Linked DNA regions of Mus musculus: region 1 is linked to region 2. Evidence: chromatin contacts called from public ChIA-PET data. All regions are on one chromosome and are shown on one strand. Each heading gives the region's core, a stretch centred on a gene start, on an enhancer-like site or on the middle of the called end of the contact. The rest is flanking DNA. Distances are from core to core; before and after follow the strand shown.

Region 1 (6,051 bases), core at 3,076-5,575, 69 kb after region 2:
ACACAGAACTCTAGTCTCAAGAGCGTCTGCAAAGGAACTGCTGGTGCCCACAACAGACAAGAAGCACCAGCAGAGGAGGAAGACGGAGAATACTGTACAGCGCGCAGGCACACACGCTGGCTTCCTCCTTACTAGCTGCGTGAACCCAGTCAAGTCACCTGATCTTTATATACAACAGAAGTAATAATGACACTTACTCCAAGTCTTATCCCCTCCGTTTATGAACACATTTGTATTTGTTAAGGTCTTAGGAGTGCACCAGGTTCTAGCAGATGCCACCCAGGGTTCTGCTAACCTGAGTCCTCTTAGCATCTAGTCTCTAGATCGTACAGAGTTGGGTCCTGATTTAGAGAAGGGAGCCTAAGGAGCAAACGCTCGGGGAGCGAAGGACGTACCGCGCCAATCCCAAAGCTTCTTAGTTTATTCCCCAGCTCCCGCTCCAGGTTAGTCCTCAGCTCCTGGGGGGATGGGCTGGTGCTCGACGGTTTCCTTAAGGACGTCTTTTTATTTAATTTCTGCTCATTTTCTCGACCTGAAATATGGTTTTATTAGAAGGCAGATTTAAAAAGGATTATACAAACCCATTCCAAGTGGAAAATGAAAACTCACAACTTTAAGTCAGAAAGACTTTAAGGTCTTGGATGTTTTATAATGCCTAGGTCTTTGAGCTTCTGTAACTTTTAAATCTGTGCCAGAACTTCAGTGGTTTCAGACTCCTGACTGCTTACCTAAGTTAGAGTTAACTGGGTTAAGTAGTTGATATAATATATATTTCTTTACTGTTTTATCAGTGAGAGTATTTCCCAAAATGTCTCTAAGATTAGTTAGAATTTATTTTATGATGAAAAAAGGGTCCAATTTATTTAAATTTTCTTTAAGTTTTAAAGAGATAACTTAGTGAATCCTAAGTATATATCAAAGTTTATGTTTATTCTCCCCTTTCAGAGTCTTTACCAAACCTCAAACAGGTTAACAAAGCCTTAGAAAGGGAAACATCATATAATTTAAAACAAACAAAAGCTAAACAAAGAAGCAAACAAACAAAAGGCCAGGTAATACTCTACTTCCCATGTCCAATCTGCCTGTATCTCCTCTTTACCGAACCAGAACAGAGCCCGGCGATGACAGCCGCAGCTCACTCTAGTCTACTTTACCGCCCATGGAAAACATGTCTATTTCAAGGGAGCCTGGAACCTGAGCCTAAAGGCATGGCCCTGCACAATGAAGGCCAGTCTGTACAAGGGAGCTTAAGACCTGACTAAAGAGAGCCATATCTGTCAGGTGACAACCTTAGGGACTGTCCAAAGCCAGATTTGGAAGAAGTTTGTCAAATAAACTATCATTCTGGATTCTACCTCCAAGAAGGTTCATTTCCTTCAAAAGCACTGAACAAATGCCTTCCTCACGCTTGCAAGACGTGTTTCTTCTTTCAGGCTGGCTGCAAGAAACGCCCCCATCTTCCAGTACTCATCTGCCTTAGCAGATGGGACGTGGATCTGTGAAAGATCTTACACAAAATGTCTCTTGCTTAACATGTTCTCCAGATACCCATCTGATCACAGCACTAAGTCATATTCTGTTAAGTTAATGTTTTTTTCTTTCATCTTCTTCTTTTTTTTTTTTTAAGGCAAGGTCTCACTGTAGCCCAGGCTGGCCTCAAAGCCAGTGACAGAATGGTAAGATTACAAGTGTGAGCCAAAATGTTCACCTATTAATTAAGTTTCACTAAAAACAAAATTAGCCAAATTAGTTTGCATATTAAATAGCAAAAAAAGAAACCCTACAGGAAGACACAGTTTTAATATTTTGCTATTCTTGATCGCTCAGCTGGAAATATAAAGTATATATGGTAATGTTATTACAAGTCAGAGGTTGCCTTAAATCTTACACTTTCAACATTTGTGAGGCTGATTAACTGCCAGTGCTTTAGAAAACTCTTCACACACACACACACACACACACACACACAATTAAAAAATAGGACATTTTTCAAGGTCTACATATTGGAATACTTATTTTTTCACCTCTCTTCCTGAGCCAGAGCTATACAAGGAGACCCTGTCTAGAAAAAGAAAAAAGAAAACAAGAAAAAAACAAAACAAAACAAAACACACTCCCAAAAGAACCCAGAGTGTTTGGGGCAGACACCGGTGGTCACCACCCTTGGGAGGGAGGGAGGGAGGGAGGGAGGGAGGGGCGTGATGAAGCAGACTTCAAGCACAGCTGGAATACACAAAGTCCTGCCTCAAAAACAGATTTTTGTAATAAGAAAAGATAATTACACAATTTTTCATAAGCTTTAAAAATATATAAGTAATTTTAAGGAATGCCAAAAGAAATATGCAAGCAAAATCATTCCTCTAAGGCCTCTGACAGCTCCCGCATCGCATACTGTGGATATTATTTGCTCTATTTCGTACCCGGTGCTTACATCCTGGGTTCATTTTTGACGTTAAGAGTGATTAGGGGACGGGGGCTATGGCTCCCAGGCAGAGCCCTGGTCTAGCATGTGCAAGCCCTGGGTTCCAGCCCCAGCACTGCTACAGAACGGTAATCTGGAAATGGAAACGTTCTCATTCGTTTCAGGCTAACACTGTGAGAGGCCACTCTGGGACACACGGTGTCACGTTGTCAGGGATACGATACACGAGCCCCATCTGTATCAAAATAAAGGATTTCTGCTTTTCCGTTTCCTGACATAAGAAATCTCTCATTAACTTACCCGCAGAAAATTCAATCAAGCAGAAGATTAGGGGACCAAAATAACAAAATGCTGCACATCACACAGGTCGAAACACACAATCCACATCTAGGCGGCTCTTGCTTTCAGTACCGTGCGCTATACAGCGCAGACATGCACTACCAAGGTCCAGACCCGAGTGAACAAGGAAACCCCAAAGCTTCGTTACCTTTTTCCTCCTCTGAAGAAAGTTCTTCTATTGGTTCCAGTATGTGTGAAGAGAACACTTGCTCTGTCAATGAAGAAGAAAAGGAGTTACACGAATACATTTGTTTGCTTCCAAATAATTTATACAGACATACATAGGTATATACAAGCTACTATATGCACATATCCCCCGATATATTTTGCCTAAATAGCAAAGATCTATTGGGAAATACTAAGGCAATAACTTCTGATTTTATTATTTTAGTTTATTTATTTATTTATTTATTTTTAAAGATAGGGTCTTATATAGCTGAGGCTGGCCTTGAACTCTCTTTATAGTGAGCAGTGACCTTTAACCTTGATCCTGCTTCCACCTCCTACACGGTTGGGTTGTGAGCATGGTCCACCATGCCTGGCTGAGGCGGCAACAACTGGCCACTTTTTCAGGAACTCTCCGATTTCTAGGTATTCTCTATTAACTTCAATTATTTTTAAATTACATATTTCGAGGACTCAAGCCTCTCATGCCTTAATCTCTCGCTGACACATGAGATACAACTTAAAAAGTTCTTTCCCATGAGCCATCTGTTTAAAATACAACAGCAGAGATAAAGCCAAGTAGAAGCCAGACCGTCCGTCCAAGAGGGACGGATTAGAACTTCATAGCACACACCTATGCCTGGCCACCTGCTGGAACTCTTAACTTTTGGCTAGGAGAAGCTGGCAAAGATGAAAAGAGCGAGTAAAACTCGAGTGTGAAGCAAGAGCGGGTAAGCAGTCACACGGAGACACAATCTTACAGATATCCAAGGCCCCAAACTCCAGCTCTGTCTTAGAGAGCCCCCAGGGCGAGGCTACAGGCTGGAGATGAGCCTGGCCTTACAGTAGGGTGAAGTGGAGAGAGCTATCCCATCTCACCCAGGACATGAGTTGGAGACTGGGAAATACGATGCCCGGTTGACTTTTACCAGGGACATGACTTTTATCCATCTGCACAAGGAAATCTGCCAGGAGCTCTATCAAACCAAGCCCCATCCTGGGAAGGGATGAAAGACACATGGGGAAGGTGCTGGGGCAGGGGCCGTGGCGGCATTCGGGATTGAGGCACCGGCAACAGGCAACCATCAAGCTGGCTTACAGGATACACAGCTCACCCACCTGCAGCTCAGAGACCACAGAGCACTTTTCCTCCTGACACTCTTTCACCCGCCTCCCCCCCGTCACCCTAAGCAGTCAAAGAATCTCTAACTATGCTGTATATAAGTGCCAGGCCATCCACCAGGCCATCCACGCTCGAGGTCACACTCCTGTCCCTCACTGTGGGAAGGTTTTCGATCCAAGTCTGACTGGAAAATAAAAGGCTCGCATGCACGATTGCAGGGGCCTCCACAGTTCTTGAGCTCTCACGGGTTTCGTGCAGAGCTGGGGCATAACACCTTCCTACCACAGGAAGCAATAAAAGCTGAGAGTCCCTCTCAGACAAGACAAGCTACAAAGAAGCCTCTGAGACCAGACCAGAGACCATCAGAGCTTTCCAGAAGTCTAGAACAGTCATTTGGAAAAAACTCTAATGTGATGAGTTCCCTGCAGGCCGTGGAGTGTGCTCCAGGTTCCAGGCATTAGCGAGCTGTCGCGCATGCTCCCATGCACCCATGTCCCTCGGTGGAGCTGTTGCCTGAATCATTTCTGCTTCTGTAAGTAGCCAGCTCTTAGGGAAGAACTGTTAGGTCCACAGTTACCAATAGCCCAAGCTGCTCTTTCCAGCCTTGATTCTTTGGACATACTCTGTCCAAGCCACTGTCTCCATAATCCAGCTCTCCAATCCTTCATGCCCAGCATGATCAAGGACATCCAAAGGCTACGCATGTCCACAGAAACACCTCGACAAGTGGAGTCTTGTGCTTAGTCCTCCTTGAATAATCAGAACCAACATCTCCCTCAAGTCTCTTCTGTGTGCTCTGTGCTCAGCTAAGTGATTAGCTGTGCCACTACTATAGTCAGTGTTTGCCTGCTACATATTCTGCCCATTGTCTGCCCTACCTAGAATGCCATTCCAACACATTCATTTTTGCCTCCATGACTCAAATTGCCAGAGACTGACAACCCATATCACCATAGTCTATCTGTTCCCTTGTAATAACACAATGGCAACTATTTGGTTATTTTGTAGACTGCAAATTCCTTAAGGACAGACTTTGTTTCCATTTATTCCTGAGGCTGCTGCACCTGGCCTTGGCCTTGCACATGCAGGTTATGTTAGCATTCTGTCTAAACTCCACCCCATAGTTACCAGGCAACAACCATGTAGGCCTGACCCACTATAAAAGTGGCTGCTTGCCCTCTCCTCCCTCTCTTACTCTTTCTTCCCCCTTGCCCTCTTGGGCTCTTCCCTTCCCCTCTCTCTCCACGTGTTCATGACCATGGCTGGCCTCTACTTATCTACTCTCTCCCTCTCTCTGCCTTTCTCTGCTTCTACTACCCTCTTAACTCTTAAATATCGATTAATTAGCACTTTAGTTCCTGCATGGTTCTGTGTGCATAGGTGTATAAGTGTGTGTGTGTGTGCATGTGTGTGTTCATATGTTCTGTGTATGTACATCTGTGCATATGTCTATGTATGCTGTGTGTGTATGTGCACGGGTATTCATATGTGTGTACAATGTGTGTATGTGTGCGCATATGTTCATGTGTGCTATATGTGTATGTGTGTGCATGCGTGTGTGATGTGTGTGTTTGTATGTATATACATGTATGTGTATGCATGTATGTATTGCATGAATGTGTGCATGTATGTGTGTGCATGTGTGTGTTCTGTATGTGTACATTGTGTGCATATGCTCATGTGTGCTGTGTGTGTATGTGCATGGGTGTTCATGTGTGCATGTGTAAGTTTATGTGTTCATGTGAATGTCACGTGTTTGTATGTATGTGAGTGTGTGTGTACATATGTGTGTGATATGTGTTCATGTGAGTGTGTATGTGTATGTGCACATGTGTGTGCATGTGTAAGCATAGGTGTGAGGGCATGGCATGCATAGGTCGTCAGAGGACAGTTTAGGTCCCAGTCCTCGTCTCCCACCTTGTTTTCATTCAGTCACTTCTTTACTGCTTCGGGCCTTGGGCTGCTGGCCAGGGAGATTCCATGGACTCTCCCATCTCCCAGT
Region 2 (5,759 bases), core at 1,869-4,368:
ATCTTAGGGCAGCAGATGTGGTTGGGATTTCTTTTAAAGATTTATTTTTATTATTTTGAATTCTGTGAGTATTGTGTGTGTGTGACAGGAGTGTGTGTGTGTGTGTGTGTGTGTGCACGTGTGCATGCCCACGTGCAAGGGTGTGTGGGCACTGGTGACAGCAGAGCCCAGCAAAAGGTATTGGATCCTGTTTATAGTTTGCTTTCTACTGCTGTAATAAACACAACCAGAAGCAATTTGGACTGGAAAGGGTTTACTTCATCTTGCAACTTACAGCCAGTCAGGGCAGGAGCTGCAGACAGTCCGTCAGGGCAGGAGCTGCAGACAGAGCTGCAGACAGTCCGTCAGGGCAGGAGCTGCAGACAGCTTACTGGCTTGCTCGTGGGTTCACCTTCAGCTGCCTTTCTTACACCGATCAGCAACATGTGCCCAGAGATAGGACCACCCACAGTGAGTGCCCAACCTCCACCCCATGGGCAATCATTAATCAAGAAAATGCCCCTTCAGGCTTGCCCACAGACCAGTCTTATGGAGAGAATGTCTCAATTGAGGTTTCCTCTTCAAATGACCCCCAACTTGGGTCAAGTTGACAAAAATAAACAAACCGGTACAGGTCCCCAAGTGTCCTCGGGTGTTTGTGAACTGGGAACCAAACTCAGGTTTTTGATAAGAGCAATATGGGCTCTTAGACCTGGAGCCATCTCTCCAGCCCCCTTTCTGCTCTTAGAATGAGGTCCTCCAGCCATCTAGAGAGAGCCCTAAACTCTGTTCCTTAAGTATATCTCTCGGCAGTCTCAGTCCAAACACAGCTTCCTGATAGCTTTCAGTTTACCCGTCCACCTCCTCAGCCATCACACATCCTTGACTCTTCCCTTTGATGGTGTTTGTCTAGCCTATTGACACAGACTATGTCTGTCTTTCTTGGGAACTGTAGACATTTCTCTCTCCTCTTGGTCTCAGCTACCAAACCTTTATATCTTCAACTAACTCTGCTGGACACTTCCATCCCACGAGAAAGCAAGAGCTCAGTCACATGATTCAGGCTGGCTGCTGGTGAGGCGCCTACATTTATAGATGCTAACTGAATTCAGGTGAAGAATTAAAACCAAAAAACCAAACAAACCAAAAAAACAGAATACCAAACTCCATCTCCCTGCTGCCCCTCTTCAGGCTTCTGTTTCTGCATGCCTGGCTCTCCCCCTCAGCAGGAAAACAGCATAACATCAGCTCCCACCTTACAGAGTAGCATGCAGATATTGCATGCATGGGAACAGAGTAATACAATGTAAGGCAGGGCTAGCTCTGAGCAGTGAGCTGTAATTGTGAACTGTTGTTATTTAGTAACTGTTTAGTTAAACAACCCACTGTATCAATTGTTGGTGAATATCAGAAAATGGTAGCATTGATCATGAGTGACAGTAACCCGCAAGGTTTACTTTCGGTGAGTGGCATAGTGGATGCTACATTCATGCCACCGTGGAGCCTGATTTTAAGTCAGAGGCTTCTAGAGGGTAGTCCGACAGGGTGGGCAAAATTGACAGGTGTAGCAAATGTGTACCAGAGATTGGAAGCAGTGTGGATGGGCTGAAGAAGCAAGGGGCCACTTCTCTCAGGACCAAACAAACCACTGTGCCAGCCCCACAGGCCTGCAGAGAGAAGAGCTCTCATTGTGGAAGGGACAATCGCCGGCTGCACAGGAGACTAGCCGACTGGCCCACCTTCCCTGTTCTGTTTGCACATTGAGACTCCTGAAAGAGCCTCTTTGAGTGACCGTGGAGAGGACCCACCTGTGTCTGCCTCTCCAACTAATCCCAGGGCAGTGAACACTCAATGCAATGTCCCCTGCACGCTTAAGGGTTGGAAGGGTCCCTTTGTTTAGGCAGCAAGGGACCAGGGCCAGTCAGGAAATCCAAGGGCTTAAAATCTGTCCAGTACTTTCACAACCAAAGAACAAGTTGCCAAATGGTTTTCTCTCAAAAGAAGCCAGTCAGCTGAGTCCTAGGAGAGGGACTCTGAAGAAAACAAAATCAATCAGGAGAGAAGGAAATCTTTAATAATAATAATTAACAATAATGGCATTGCTCCTCAAGATTAAGAAAACTGAGTTGATGAAATATGAATGAATATATTTTTAAAGCCAGGCGAGAAAGAACTAGGATTCAAGATGATTTTAAACGCCATTCAGGGCCAACACTTTTCAGTCTATTAACTTCAAAAAACCCCAGCTCCTTTGTGCTGATCCTTAGAGCACTTGAAGAGAGATGAAGGTAGGTATTTACTGAGAAATTGAAAGGGTGAAGCCACAGCCAGAGGCAGTCCTGCCCTGGAGTGTACCCTCCAGCTCTTGTTCCCAGAATCTCCAGCGCATTGTTAGGAAATCCACCCAGGAGCAAGAGTGCCAAACTCCATCTTCTCATTACCTCAGACACTCAACATCCTCCTTACCTCAAATTCTCTTCAAACAGCTACTCAGTAGAAAATACATCAGGAGAATAAAAACTAGAGAGTGCAGGACAGGCGGAGGAGCCATAGTGTTAAAGGGCGGCATGAACTCTTTTATATATATATATATATATATATATATATATATATATATATATATACATATATATATATATATATATATATATATATATATAATCAGTTGTAATTAAATAGGAAAATACATGTAGAAATGACCATCTATGGTGGCTTCGTTGTGAATTTGACTGCATTTGGAGTCAGCCAGGAGCCAAGCTTCTGAGGGTGTTTCCAGAAAAAGAGAAAGAGACCCACCCTGAGGTAAGCAGCAGCATCTGCTCGTTATGGTCTCACAGTGAATGAAAAGGAGCTGAACACATGCGCTCTCTGTCTCTGCTTTGTGGATACAACATGACTCACACTTCCTGCCAGAGTGAACTTTACCCTTGATATATATATTTTTTTTTTTTTTTTGAGATAGTGTTTCTCTGTATGGCCGCCTGGCTGTCCTGGAACTCACTCTGTAGACCAGGCTGGCCTCAAACTCAGAAATCCGCCTGCCTCTGCCTCCCGAGTGCTGGGATTAAAGGCGTGCACCACCACCGCCTGGCTGAGCTTCACCCTTGAATTCCTTTCCTTGAGGTGTTTCTCGCCAGGTGTTTGGTTATTGCAACAAGCAAAGCAACTTGTGCATCACAGTAACCAAGCGGGAGCTCAGACTGGGAAGGATTTCAGACTGTTGTCCAACCAGGCTCCGCAAGCTTTTACCTCACAAAACAGAAACTGCTCCCAAGAAAACCTCCCCATATCCACTCCCATTTCTCTTTCTGCCATCATGAGTTTCCTAGCCTGGCAAAACCACACAGTATCTGTCTTGCTGCAAATGGCTTTTCACATAGCATAAGGTCCTCAAGGGTCACCACACTTGTATCAGATGTCAGGAGGTTTTTTTTTTTTTTTTTCTCTTTAATAGTTCATGGTAGGCAGATACCACATTTGGTTTATCCTTAATCTATGAGTGCTAGGTTGTACAATTTAAGAAGTCTCTGGTATGGGCAAGACAGATGGCTTAATGGTTAAGAGCACTGGCTACTCTTCCAGAGGTCCCAGGTTCAATTCCCAGTGTCCACATGACAGCTCACAACTGTCTGGAGGACCGTGGGCACCAGGCATATAATTGGTACACACACATACATGCAAGCAAAATATCCACTTGTAGTAATATAAACTAAAAAAATTTAAAAACTCTTTGGGAATCTATATGGTATGTTTATAAAAGTATGTCACCAGTCACAATCAACAATTTTGAGACCTCTTCTGTTTGGCTAGCACAGAAGATAGGATCTGCCTACACCACTGTTAACTATTATTATATTGGAATATTTTGCCACTTTCAAGATATCCCAAAGCTAGATTTTCATCTGTCTTGTCAGTGACTACTTTAGTTGTCATTTTAGAGGAGATAATCCCATTTAATTGAGTAGTAATTTAGTAATAATGGAAATGAAGCATGTGCGAAGTGTCTAGCACATCTGATCTAAATGCTCGTTAGCCTTGCTGACGACTTCCTACCTCTCTACCCCAGTCACGTGACTGTTGAAGCTGCCTGACCTGCGGCCTCCATCAGCATCCTTGCAGGGAGCAGCCACCTCGCCTTTACGCTGCATCTCTCTTCACCTCAGTGCTGTTAGGATGGCCGGACACAAACTATTTCGTCTTCATCATCCAAGTCTCTACATCTTTGGAGACACACATTAGAAAGACAAACACATACTGCATAACTTCCATACTGTATGTAATGCTGTGATCTCAAGCTATAGGAGACCCCAGCTATAGGGACAATCAAGTCCATAACAAGCAATTGCCCAGATATTAATGTGTGTGTGTGTGTGTGTGTGTGTGTGTGTGTGTGTATAAATTTCTCAATTAGTGATCAGTGGGGGAGGTCCTAGCCCATTGTGGGTGGTGCCATTCCTGGGCTGGTGGTCCTGGGTTCTATAAGAAAGCAGGCTGAGCAAGCAGGGAAAGCAAGCCAGTAAGCAGCACCCTCCATGGCCTCTGCATTAGCTCCTGCCTCCAGGATCCTGCCCTGTTAATTTCCTGTCAATGATGAACAATGTGGAGATATAAGCTGAATAAACCCTTTCCTCCCCAACTTGCTTTTTGGTCATGGTGTTTTGTCGCAGCAAAAGAAACCCTAAGACACAGGTATATGAAATTCGACCACCAGTTAAAGGGGAACCTTCATACCTTGGCAGAGAACTGGGCTAGGAGACTGGACCTGACACCCACCACAAAATTAGATTATAAAGAAGTCATCATTGATAGTCTAAGTAAAAGGTAAAAGTGTCTTCCATCTGGGCCAAAATTCTATCAGAGTCATTTTAGACCTGCTCCAAACAAAGAAATAAGAGATTGATCAAATAGCAGAAGTATGATCACTTTAGCTTGATGATAATGTAAAGAGAGAGCCTGATTCTTCTAGATTTGCTTTATATGTATGAATATATACCACATTCATGCTCGAGAATTTCCATTGTGTGGGTGCTAGAACTCAAACCTAGGTCCTCTGTAAGTACAGCAAGCACTCTCAACCCCTGAACCATCTCTTTAGCCCCAGTAACCAGACATTTTCTAACCTAATTTGGTCTCAGATAGCTCTAAGCAACTCTACTTTCTCCTAAAGCTACAAATGAGGTGATTTGAGGCCTCTCCACCAGCCTTCCTCACAGAGGGTCCTGGGCGGCCTTTCTGATGGTCATTGTTGTTTATTGGCTTTGCCCCTACTGCTTTCTGTCTTGTTATCCGCTCTTCTCCCCGTGTATAATCGACCTTCCTCACATGCAACGGTCAGCATGGTTCCATTATTGTCAAGTGCCCATCTTCCAGGTGAGCTGGAAAATGTTTTGTGACTAGTAAGTGCGTGACGGGGTGGGGGGGGGGGGTCGGGAGGTGAGGGTCGAGGGGAGAGAGACTTCTCACGTTTGTGTTGCCGGTGTCTCTAGGGTAAACACTTCTACTTCAGTGTTCCAATCTGCCACCATACTGATTGCATCGCTGACCTGACAGTGGAGAGACTCCTAAGCTCTTCTGCAAGCAGGTTGTGGCGCGTGACTAGTTCTGAAAGAGAGAGGCACCGCATTTGATGACGACAGGGTCCTTCCTACCCACTGACTTACAACCTAGGACAGTTTGCAATGGGGGACATTTGGGCATCTTTACCTGTGAGGTTCACATGGTCAGTCTTCCCCTTGCCGGTCAAGCCACACAGTCACCAGCGTCACACTTAGCATAGCTCC

Evidence for each region. ChIA-PET counts read pairs in DNA pulled down with a chosen protein or histone mark.
Region 1: a contact with region 2 is called in an RNA polymerase II ChIA-PET map of memory CD8 T cells, with 3 times the contacts expected there. The contact joins two enhancer-like sites. A contact is called at or near these places in 1 of 39 promoter capture datasets (embryonic stem cells), 5 of 15 datasets of contacts at CTCF or cohesin (CD8 T cells, the G1E-ER4 cell line, embryonic stem cells and 2 more), 109 of 484 Hi-C or Micro-C datasets (the 3T3-L1 cell line, 8-cell embryo, the AML12 cell line and 47 more), 8 of 115 datasets of contacts at active chromatin or transcription factors (CD8 T cells, astrocytes, effector CD8 T cells and 4 more) and 4 of 9 other capture datasets (adipose tissue, embryonic stem cells, liver and 1 more).

The regions. Positions count from the first base shown.
Region 1 is chr14:118,888,861-118,894,911 of GRCm38.p6, forward strand. Dzip1 (DAZ interacting protein 1) reads right to left here. Exons shown (of 22, transcript NM_025943.3): 14 at 2,910-2,972; 15 at 396-532. Among named protein-coding and RNA genes, the nearest start is that of Dzip1, 34 kb to the right of the region's middle. Within about 2 kb of position 4,326, at least 20 of the 459 cell types and tissues checked have an H3K27ac peak or open chromatin away from gene starts, as enhancers often do. A contact at or near this core is called in CD8 T cells, double positive thymocytes, effector CD8 T cells and 1 more, where this site is marked.
Region 2 is chr14:118,820,668-118,826,426 of GRCm38.p6, forward strand. It overlaps a transcript of Cldn10 not described here. Among named protein-coding and RNA genes, the nearest start is that of Gm32382, 3.3 kb to the left of the region's middle. Within about 2 kb of position 3,119, at least 22 of the 459 cell types and tissues checked have an H3K27ac peak or open chromatin away from gene starts, as enhancers often do. A contact at or near this core is called in CD8 T cells, double positive thymocytes, effector CD8 T cells and 1 more, where this site is marked.